2 separate regions of the Oryzias latipes genome follow, and region 2 is linked to region 1. The links are chromatin contacts, called in public Hi-C maps. All regions are on one chromosome and are shown on one strand. The core of a region is the stretch at or near the end of the contact, and the rest is flanking DNA. Distances in the headings are between cores, read along the strand shown.

Region 1 (5,480 bases), core at 1,628-4,127:
CATTTTGATTCACAGCATTTCTTTGGTTTCTAGGACTTCTTGTAAAGACAAGAAACACACCAAACTAAGAAAAGAGACTGCTCTAAGAGTTTCTGAGCTTTAAGCAAGTCTATGAACAATAAATGCATGAATTTGTTATAAATAAACCACAGCAAACCACCCCTAAAGCCAAACAAAGATAACTTTTTTGCTATAAATGATCAATACTAAATAGCTGATTTTCAGACAGAGGAGATTGGATCTTTATTATTTAAAATTAAGGAGAATAAAGTAATTTTGTGCTATAATTCAATAAAACAATAGGATTTTACAATAAAAATCTGATGGTTAAAAGTCTTTGATTAAATTTTTAAAAATGTTTCATTCTCGAAACAATTCTAAAAATTTAACTCAACAATTTAATAAAAGAATAAACACTAATGCAGAATTTTTTCCCAAGATTGCTATTTATGTATAAATAATTTTTGATTTAAATAAACTTAAATTCTCAGAAATACAATAAATATCTTTGTAAGCACAATAAACAGGCAAAAACCAGCAGCCAAACTTGTATTTCAATTAAGCACGCATGCTATAACTGTCTCTGTCTCATTTGTCAAATAGTTTTTCCTAAACTTCTTACCAAAGCTTCTCTGGGGCGAACTGCTCCATCTTCACCACGTGGAGGACCAGCCTGTAAGACAAACACTTGTGTTAGAGAGCCATCTAGTGGATAACAAGAGTACTGTCACCTTATTTATTAGAAAGTAACCAAGAAACTGAAATATCTACTTTTCAATTGATAGGACCCCCAACAACCACTTTATATATGGTTAGCTATTTATATAAAAAATAATATACATTTTAAAAACTGGCTGTAATAATTTTTCTTGCATTTAATGTATATTCTATGTCCTTCCTTTTTATGTTGGTCTTTTGACTTTTTGTTGTTATAACAAATATACATCTTTTTTTTTCGGGCACGTGTGTTGATGAAAAGTGCTATCTAAATAAAGTTATTAATTAAATATTGTTAAAATCCAACAATGAAATGAGGGAAAAAATATAAGTTTACGGCAGTTCGGGAAGACTAAGTTTTGTTCTTTAGCCTCATACTAAAGCAGATCAATGTCGCATGGGTTTTTAAATGTTTATGCAGAAGTAATTACACATATAACCCTTGTGCTATCCTATGGGGTCCAGATGACCCCATCCTTACATTGATGTGTTCTCCCTACCATGACAAAGGTGGATAAAGGTGAAGAGGATTTCATGGAATCCATGGACACCAGTGAAAATCACAAATCATTGAAGAAAAAAGGTTTAGTGCACTGACTTGTGGGGTCTAGATGACCCAACTCCCAATGTTAAAGTGCCTAGGATAGCACAAGGGATAAATGCATTCTCTTCAGTTCCAAAAATCATCACGTCTTTAAATGTTTCCATCTGCAATCAGCTAAATGCATTCAGTAGACTTTTACCTAAAAAGGACCCCAAAAGTAAATACATAATTTAAGGGGTTCTTTTTTTTTTTAATCATATCAAATTTAAGCTAGAGTTTGATCCTTAAAAATTATACCAGTGAAAGTTTAGGTCTGAATAGAAGACATCAAAAATACAGGAAATATTCCATAATTTCAACAACAGTTACTAATAATTTAACTAAAAAAGCAGTTTTTTTTTCAATAGTTACTGGCTTTCCAACCCCTCTTGATGAATCCTCATGGCAAAGTTAAAGGTTTGGAGTTTTTCTTATCATATTTCTCAGGGCAAACAGACCATTTTAGGTTGAAGATAACAAGATAAAGTATACAAATAGGGTGTAAACACAATAATACTGTGCCCTCCAAGTAAAAAAATAAATAAAAAAGGACAAGGTAGAATGTGACAAAAACATCTTTATCAGTTATTTTGGGCTTATTACAGGACCTGGACACTGAAAAGCTCCAAATCATAGTAATGTGCATTAGAGGGAACCAATGACACTGTTTGGTGTTTAATGACTTAATATAGAAGACTACTGTGAAATTTAAAGTGCAATGATAGAATGTGCGAATATTTTTTACCCAGACAAGTGTGGTGACTTTTGGAAACTTTTAAGACTGCTCTGGGATCGACTTTTACGTTAAAGTGAGTTGGAGAGCACCATGATTACTGAATTTGTGAAAACATAAAGGTAGCATTTCAGATATGGTGAAGCTTAGCCGTATAAAGCATTGTAACTGCAGTAAATTATTTTTGATCCATGTTCGTGGAACATTAAATGTCGAATATAAAATCCCGAGGTTTTTTTTTTTTTTGTGACCTTTCCCTGTGTCAACAATTATAATCCATGACTTTGACAGACCCAAACCCTCACCGCCATATAGAAAGCTGTAGCACGTGGTCAGTTATTAAATGCATAATTGTTGCTGAACCCCAGAATGCCTTTGACCTCCCATGTGTCGAAGACCACTTTAAAATAACACAACCAGTTAGCATGCTAACTAGCAAACAAGCTACCTCTCTTCGGCTGTGAAACGTTTGCTTAAAAGGTGTACGGAAACCAGCCACAAAATAGCAACTCAAACAAATGGTGCATAAATGTTTTCGGACGTCAAATGCTAACTGGCTTGGTGTATAGAGACCTGTGTTGGCGTGTCAGCTTGGTCGATGGATGCCATCTTCCTATAGTTCTCTGGGATATCCACGCTCGATTGCTTTTCCTGTTCCGTCCATTCGAAACATCAAAGTTCTTTAAAGCGTTTTATTTAGTTTAGTTGGGATGCACTTTCATCGGAACAAAGTACAGTGATGTATTTTTCCCCTCTCAGTTGCGAAATACGTTGAGCGGATTACGAAACAGAGTGGAGATAGGTAGACTAAACCTTTCCCCATTTCTCAAACAATAAACAACAATTCCCACAATTCATAGCGCCCTTCGGCGGTTATTTCCGTGTATGAAGAAGTAAAGGTGGCTGAGAGCTCAAAGCGGGTTTTCCCATTCTCTGTAGATTCCTTTACCGAATAATATTATCCTTTCAGAATAAATTTAAGAATGACTGATGGAAAGGCGTGTAAAGTGTGCAATTTCACCCGGCAAAAATCCTACGGAGTGTCTGCACCTTCTTTAGATGACTTGAAGAAAAAAGGTAAGGGAGGACCGAGAAGGAGGACTGTGGGAACTAGTATGAGATTATCTGACATTATATGCTTTTAATCAAAATAAGAAGCCGTTCATGTATTCGTGCAGTCGCAGATTTTAAGCATTTATTTTTATTTATCTGCTTCGCGCCTAAATTGAGAGAAAATCTCCAACCGCTGCACTGACTGTCACATTTAAAACTGCTTAAGCCGCAAAACAACGGTGATAATACTAGGCTATTCTTAATGCTTATGAATGTATTTGACTATAATTATATTATCTGTTCAATGTTAACCCCTACATGGCTAACATGAAAAGCCTGCTGCTGTTCATTCCTGAGATGCGAGTCACCAGGCGTTTCCCTGATCTGCTTTTTGCAAGAATATACTTTAAATATTCATTATCTGGAATCAAAACAATGTTTCACAACCCCCCCCCCCCCCCCCCACACACACACACACACACACAAACAACAACAACAACAACTAAAACCAGCAATTATAGTTTATGCATTTTTAAAATTATTATTATTATTAAATATTTCTTTTGTGCACTTATACATGTTCCATAATTGTGATATATTCCTTTTAATCGGAATGCTTATTAAAGGTGTTTTGCAGATTTGTTATGAAAGCTGTTTGAGAATTATTTAACAATATGTATTTTTAATAACAGTGAAAACGTTTTTATTTTTTCCAGCTATACTGGAACAAAAACTTTTTCAAAGAGGGCCAGATTTGGTGAGGTGAAAATGTGTGAGGGCCATCCAATTGGCCTATAAAAACCAGTTTGATCCAATTATTCACTGTTAAAGGCTAACTGTAAACTTGTCAGTTTCTATCATTGAACAATGAAATAACACAAATATTATGTTAGTCAGAAGTGGTTTTGATGACAGAAACAAATAAATCTCTTCATGTCTACAGGTTGTTGCATAGGTCCACGGTTTATAACGCAATCTAGCCAATCACAATCAAGAAACTGTAGTTCTTAGAAAGTGCTGTGGGCCGCATATTATTGAGGTTGCCGGCTGGTGGAAATTGGTTGCATTTGACCCACGGGCCGGACTTTGGACATGCCTGTCCTTACTGTAGTGTTTTTATCATTGGTATTTCCCATAGGTGTCAGACTTTTCTGTGGACCTTAGGATGAAGTATGTTCACTTGATGCATGTTAAGTTGGTAACCTGTCCTCTCTTCCGGCTCCAGGATCCGAGTATCTTGGCTTCAGCCCCGGTGACCCAGTCAAAGTGGTCCTGGAGAATGACGGGACAATAGTAGAAGATCAAACCTACTTCTTGTGTTTGCCCTCAAATACAAAGTTTATGTTATTGCATGACAAGGAAACATGGTCTCCAGCTCGCAAGAGTAAGAATCTCAGAGTCCATATTGATGATCATTATCCGTCTGCAGGATTTCTACATGTTGTGCTTTGGTACTCTTTGTTTTAGTCGATGGTGGCACCGCTTGGATGCAGAGGGAATCGGTTATGCTGGAGATGGACACTGTTGACACCGGCAGTAGCTTAGCACCCTGGTTGGACCTGGCTCAGCAGCTAAAACAAGACCTCACCAGCATCATTCTTATGTCGGAGGCCGATTTACAGGTCCTACCTTGTTCTTATTTCAGTGATAGAACAGCACAAAACTGCCTGGTATATGAGAAAATAAAACTTAAAAATAACAGTTTAGCGGTTTCCATAAAGATTTTTGGAATATTGTCAGTGACCATAAGGTTTGAAAGTTCTCTGACTTGCAAAACAAAATAAAACCATATTTTCTATGCCACCGTAAACTTACTATTGGTCATTATGGCCAAGAAACTCCACTTTGGTGTTAGATGCTTCTAAGCTTTAGCACCAAAAGTCTTCTGTTTTAGTCAAAGTCAATTTGAAGAACTCAAAATTCCATAACTTTTTTGGACTTTATATCTGTCTCCCCATTCAAATAAACAATTTAGTCTTCTGCACACCGCTTCCTGGTACTTAACATTTAGGTAAATATGCATAGACATATACACGTGTGAGGCGAAGAAACTCCTTAAATAATCAGAAATAATCTTTCTAACCACAGACTTTTGAATTCCAAAATGTCAGCTTTACAACACAATTATGTGCTTCTGCTTCCCACAAGCAAGCCACAATTGTAGAATATTCTACATTTTTCGTACCTTTAAACTGCTTTTTAGGACTTATAAGTTAATTAGTGAAGCTACTTTATAATCCAACCCTACAAAAGCACCAAAGGCCAACGTTTGAATGCTCTTTTATAAATTACATTATGAAAATAAAAATGTTTCTTCAACTCAAGAAAACCTTTGATCAGATTAATTTTATTTCATTTAAAGTTAAAGAACTCCACACAAGATTCTACTCCTAA
Region 2 (5,837 bases), core at 3,275-5,774, 410 kb before region 1:
GGGATTTGAACCAGGGCCTTCTCAATGTGAGGCAAGAGTGCTAACCACTGCACCAGCTCCATTTTTGACCTCCCCATACCAAACAATCATTTTTGTCATTTGGAGTCTGGTTTTGCCCCCTTTACTGTATCGGCAGAGTCGATCCCTTTTGGCCTATAAAACTGCTTTCATATATTTTACGTTTAGTTGAAGCAGTCAGCCATACCAGTGTCATGTGGGAGGATTTTCAATGCTTGAGTCCCACATTGAGCAAAATCCATTTATGCAATATGGACTTTTTTTCTTTTGTCCCCCTTTTTCCTATTCTGGAGCATTTGGGCTTTTATTGGGGTAAAAGCAACTTTGGGACTTTTAGGCTGCAGCTCTTGTCCTTAAACATAAATAAAGTTGACCCTCTTATTGTTAGAATAGATCTATATCAAGTAGAAATCTGATTACACTGTAGCCAGACACATAAAAGATTTATCTTCTGATTTATTGTAAGCACAAAAGCATCCATTTGCACCGTCAACAGACAGCTGGATCATTAGTCAGCATTTGGATTCATGTGTGTTTTTTTCAGTTAAATGCTTGTAAAAGAAAAAAAAAGGTGACAAACAAACTGCTTCTGTCAACAAATGAGAAGCATTTGTGCTGTTTTTGAGTATTTTAAAACCTTAAGAGTATAAATTAGTTCTCACAGCTACATTTGCAACTTTCACACGAGACATTCATTTTTTTTTTTTCAAACCGGTGCTAACAAAGTATTAAGCTTAATTACAGACATTTCCTCCACGTTTGACAAAAAAAAGACATTTACAAAAATAACATATAAAAAACTGTGCGGTTAAAAAGTATTAGCGTTGACATTAACCCCTAAAAGGGCTGTGATTGTTTTTAAAAACTTGTCCATTGGCGAAAATCTAAAAGGACTTAAAATGAACATTTGCACACTTTCTACACCTTGGTTTTCACACTGGAGCTTGCTAGAGCCAAAATTTTGTCTTCCGACCCTAAGAAAGGAGGGAAAAAACAAGGTCAGGATCAGTTGTGACGCGCATGGCAGCACTTTTAGGATGAAATGTTTGGCCTACCTGAATTAGCTGTGACTTTTTCAAACTGGCTCAGTGTGGCGGTAGCGTTTTGGGTGAGAAAAGTCTCGTCCTCTGCAGTGAGCTGTTCAAAAACCCGTTAACAGAAACTGGTCAGTTGGTCTGGAAACAGCTCTGACCCTCAGGCCCATGAGTCATGTCTGAAAATATCACCTTCTCGCCCAGCTTCCTCAAGGCTGTGAGGATTTCCATTTTCTGTTGCGTGTGCCCGTCCCGGGACAGCTTCCCCACCATCAAATCGCGGTCCATCTGCAAGGAATGTTAACAATGAGGCAGGGATCGGAGGAGGGAAGTTATTGACAAAGACAGTCCCTTCAGAGCACTAATACGGCTCGGATGTTCTGGTTCTTGGTTGGAAAAGCTTAAAGCACATTCCAGTCAGGAATCTATGAAACAAAGCCGTTTACAGGCATGAAAGGTGACGGCGGAATGAGTCCGTTCAAACCTCGGCCAGCCTGGTTCTCAACTGTCCTGGCTGCTTCTTGGCAAACAGTCGGATCACCTCGGGGGTTTTGAAAGCCTGGCTGATGGCGGCCTGGATTGCCTGATTGGGACAGAGACGAGCGGCAGGGGAGACAAGTGAAATTTAAAAAAAAAAATATTATCTAAGTAACAATGCTTTGATCCATATCATAATTAGTGGTTGCTGATAAGACTCGTAGTCCGTATTAGTTCATTTTGAACGATCCAATTCACTGACCTAAAATCGATTCAGGATATCTTTAGGCAAAAACTCAACCAGTATAACTCAGAGATAAACACCTGGGTCCTGAACAGGGAAGTTTTCCAGAATTCTTGTATTTCTTGCAAGATAATCAAGTGTAAATTAAATATATGTATAAACAAACAAGTAAACAAGAAGTAATAGCAAATCCATTCACATTTTAGTTTCCTAAAGTCCAGCCCACTGCTATTTTTCCACATCAAAATAGAACATTAGAACATTCGACCACACTGTACGGTCACGTCTTTGCTAAATTATAAGGGTTTCCACACATTGGACTGGAATGATGCTTGATCATTTTTTTGCTGCTATTACGTGTTTTGTCCACTGTGATGCACTCTGTCGATTTCATGTTTAAGTAAAATATATTTACTGTGCATCAATCCCAATGGTATTTTCCAATATTGCTATAATCAATTTGTTTCATTCTGAAAGACTTTTGTAATGGTACATATTGAATTGATTGATAACCTTTCTCACACAGATCAATCTGGTTGAATCAAAGGAATATAAATCGAATCATTAATTAAGTTGATTAATCGTTTCATCCCTAAATATTTAATGAATAAATACATCCTCCAGCTTCCATACCAGCTGCATTCCACTGAGTTCATCTACCAGGGTCATGTCTCCAGACATGATCTTCTTTAGGGAGTCATTAAATTCTCCCAGTTGCTCCAAAGTCTCCTTTTTGGTCTCCTCGTACTCCCCCTCCTCCAAATCCTCCCTGGAAGGATCAAACAAATGCTAAGCGTCTGACTGATGAAGGCAGCGTCTCTTGGTTTCTCATTCATCACGTGTCCGTGCTCTGCACCTGCACTCCTCCAGGTCCTGAAGCTGCTGCATCAGTCTGTCCAGCTGTTCTTCCATGTTCTGCTTCAATTTGCCAGTTTCGGATTTCCCTCGAGAAGCCATCCTCGGATCAATGCTGCCTCAGAGTCAGACAGACAGAGGAACCAAAGAAAGCAGGGAAGAAGAAAGGGTCAACACCCACTACTGCACTTCGCTGGATCTGTGCTGTTATTGATTAGTTACTGAGGGGGTATTACACTCGCGAAACGGCAGCTTTAGCGACCGAAACTGGATTATTGGTGGTATTGATGAATCTATGTTCTCCAAAGAGGAAAAATCTATACATACGTTGGGGTTCAACAGCTAGCAAAGTGGCACGATTATAGCTGACAAGCAAGCTAGCGCGCTTAAACTTAAAGAAATCACCTCACCGGGACTCCGTTTGGAAACAACCTTGGATAAATAAAATGTTTGTGTCCGTTCACAAGTAACTGAATAACAACAACAACAACAAAACCAGCAAAGAGTATTTCAAAGCAAATATGCTGCAAAACACTTGCACTACGCCGTGTGTGATCAGAGGACTTGTGATTGTGAATGTAACTCTACAGTGCAGGCGCGGCTCACTACTTCCTGCTCGATTCCAACCAATCAGATCGTTCGGGTCCCTTTCCCCACACAACTGTTTTATATATATATATATATATATATATATATATATATATATATATATATATATATATATATATATATATATATATATATATATATATATATATATATATATATATATATATATATATAGATGAAATGAAATGAAAAAGATTTAGATTATGACCATGTTATTAATTGGGGGAAATTATTATTGTTGATGTTGTTTTTGTTGTTGTTAACTTTCCAGATAGAGATAAGTAAACTTTATTGTCAGTTCAATGAACACAAAAAAAATCCTTTTTCAACACAGGCAAACACAGTAAAATACAATTAATTAATTAATCTAAATTATCAAAAATAAAATACAACTAATTATTAAAATGAAATCCTTAGAAAAGATTAATACATTAAAAATACATAAAAAACCTCAGTCTGCACGATCCATATACAATTTAAAACAAGTGTTATGGGGAATTATCAGTGTTGGGGATTAATTAAAAAATAATAATAAGTTCAATAATCAGGATCCCTTCACGCAGAATGATCATTTTTACTTCCCATAGTAGTTGAGAGAAACGAATGTGTAGACATTGATGATTGGCCTCAAGCACAAGCCATCAGTGTAGTTCCTTGGATAAAACATTGAACAATGAAGGTTTTCACTTCTGTGATAGAACACAGCAGAATACAATATTTGTCTTTCATGTCATCAAACACATAGCCTGACAAATTTGACGTTAAACAACAAATATAGAAAAATAAACATTATATGACAAAAAAACAAAAACTACGAAATCTAAAAACAAAAGAAAGAAAATAAATTAAAAACATTTTCTTAAACATCAGACCACAGTGTTGCAGATTTGAGACTAAACAAAAAATTAGTATTAAATAAACATTCTAGATGTTGTTTAATAACTGTGTACCTAAGTAACCTCTTTGATTGCAGCTTCCTAAACAAGTGTTTTCCTAAATTTTAAAACAACTCCAGAGTTCCATAAAAATGGACTGATTGGGATATTTCTTTAAACAAGGGGCAATAAAAGAAAAGTACAAGAAAGTACAGAAGAAATGCCTTTTTGTGAAGAAAAAACGTTTACAGTGCTGAGAGGAAATCCTTCAATAATGTCTCTAAAACAGTTTTTTGCGCTTAACTTTCTAGATTGTTTTTTTTTACTCTTGATTTTTTGTGCAAACATTTATATAAAATAATATTTGATAGTTAATACAATTTATGGTTATGTTCTTTGAGCTGCGTGATTCATAATCACAGTTGTGATGTTCAATTCCTTCCCACCACCTGGTGGCAGTGTTACATTTGAGCCCCTACTGCAACAGAACCAAAGACGAAGACGACCCTGCTAGTTCTAGAGCGGATGATTGTTGACATCACTTCTATTAAAAAGTATAAATGTCGGTTTTTCTTTGGAAAAAGAAAAGTGAGGTTTTCGTCCTAGGTGAGGGTTGTGTTTGTGGAAAAAGATACCAAACTCTAAAGTAAAATTAATATTTTTTTCTCTCGTGGCAGGTTTGATTCTCATGAAGAGTTAGCCAGCATTCTCGTAGCCTACTGGAAAACAAAGCTGATGTTTTGTCCAATACTTTTAAATAGTTTTTCTTGTATTCATTTTTTTATATATATTTCAACATCTTTATTGATCATTTTCTATTTGGGTTTACTAAACGCTCATTCGTTTATAGCAGATAAACAGGCAGAATTGTCTCAGTGATCCTAGGCTAATCAGTTCAGTTGTGTGTGTTTACTTTCAGAGAGAAGGCTTCTCCACTAAGCGGGATGCAGAAGCAGAAGGTAACCGAAGTGGTGTTGCTGGCATGCGGGTCCTTTAATCCAATCACCAACATGCACTTGAGAATGTTTGAACTGGCCCGGGACCACCTGCAAGACACAGGTTGAGTTATTCATCATGTTTTTTCTCCATGTTCCAGTCACTATACATTTGTCAGGCAGGGATCTGTGGCCCTTCAACACACACACAAAGCCATTTGGGCCTGTTTGTTACTGATTAAAACGTGGTAGGAGCAGCTTTTGTAAGTTTCATTTTATTACTTTTGACAGGAGGTTGCATGACTTCCTTTCAAGTCCACCTCCTATGAAAATCATGTTTTTTGAATTTTTTACATGTAAGTGTGGCATTTTTCTTATGAAAGAGAACAAATGTCATTTAAAAAATGATTTTATTTTCAGAGTATTTCTCCTTATAACTCGCTGTCAATCAAACTTTCACAAAGACGCTTGGTTTGAGATTATGAGCTGTTGTGATGTCACAATGGTCCAGCAATGCATGCGCATTGCACAAGCTGCCCGACATGCTCAGGTCCGAGAGAAGAGAAGATGGCACATTGCTGCATTCCCCGCATGTATTTTAAGTGCGGCCAAGGCTGGTTTTTTGTTGTTGGCCGCACATATTTTATATTAAACTCAAAGTCCTAAATGTGTTCTCCGCATTTGCGTTCATTTGTGTCTGAAGTCTTGCTGTCCTGCAATAACCAGAGAGGGTTTCAACAAAACCAAGAATATTATCAGGGGAGTCACTTTTTTTCCTGGCGTTTCATTT

The links. A called contact is a pair of places that touch in the nucleus more often than the background predicts.
Region 2: a contact with region 1 is called in a Hi-C map of fibroblasts, with 4 times the contacts expected there. The contact joins the promoter of LOC101174424 here to the promoter of pex14 in region 1. A contact is called at or near these places in 3 of 5 Hi-C or Micro-C datasets (embryo and fibroblasts).

Annotation. Positions count from the first base shown.
Region 1 is chr7:9,512,106-9,517,585 of ASM223467v1, reverse strand. It overlaps pex14 (peroxisomal membrane protein PEX14), which reads right to left and starts at 2,877. Exons shown (of 10, transcript XM_020704551.1): 1 at 2,607-2,877; 2 at 623-673. The coding sequence starts at 2,642. dffa (DNA fragmentation factor subunit alpha) reads left to right here and starts at 2,912. Exons shown (of 6, transcript XM_011476949.2): 1 at 2,912-3,110; 2 at 4,312-4,470; 3 at 4,554-4,708. The coding sequence starts at 3,017.
Region 2 is chr7:9,924,000-9,929,836 of ASM223467v1, reverse strand. LOC101174424 reads left to right here and starts at 4,524. Exons shown (of 9, transcript XM_004070384.4): 1 at 4,524-4,666; 2 at 5,032-5,171. The coding sequence starts at 4,638. It overlaps lzic (protein LZIC), which reads right to left and starts at 3,223. Exons shown (of 6, transcript XM_011476969.3): 1 at 2,630-3,223; 2 at 2,407-2,542; 3 at 1,537-1,635; 4 at 1,245-1,340; 5 at 1,074-1,155; 6 at 457-992. The coding sequence starts at 2,730. The coding sequence ends at 937.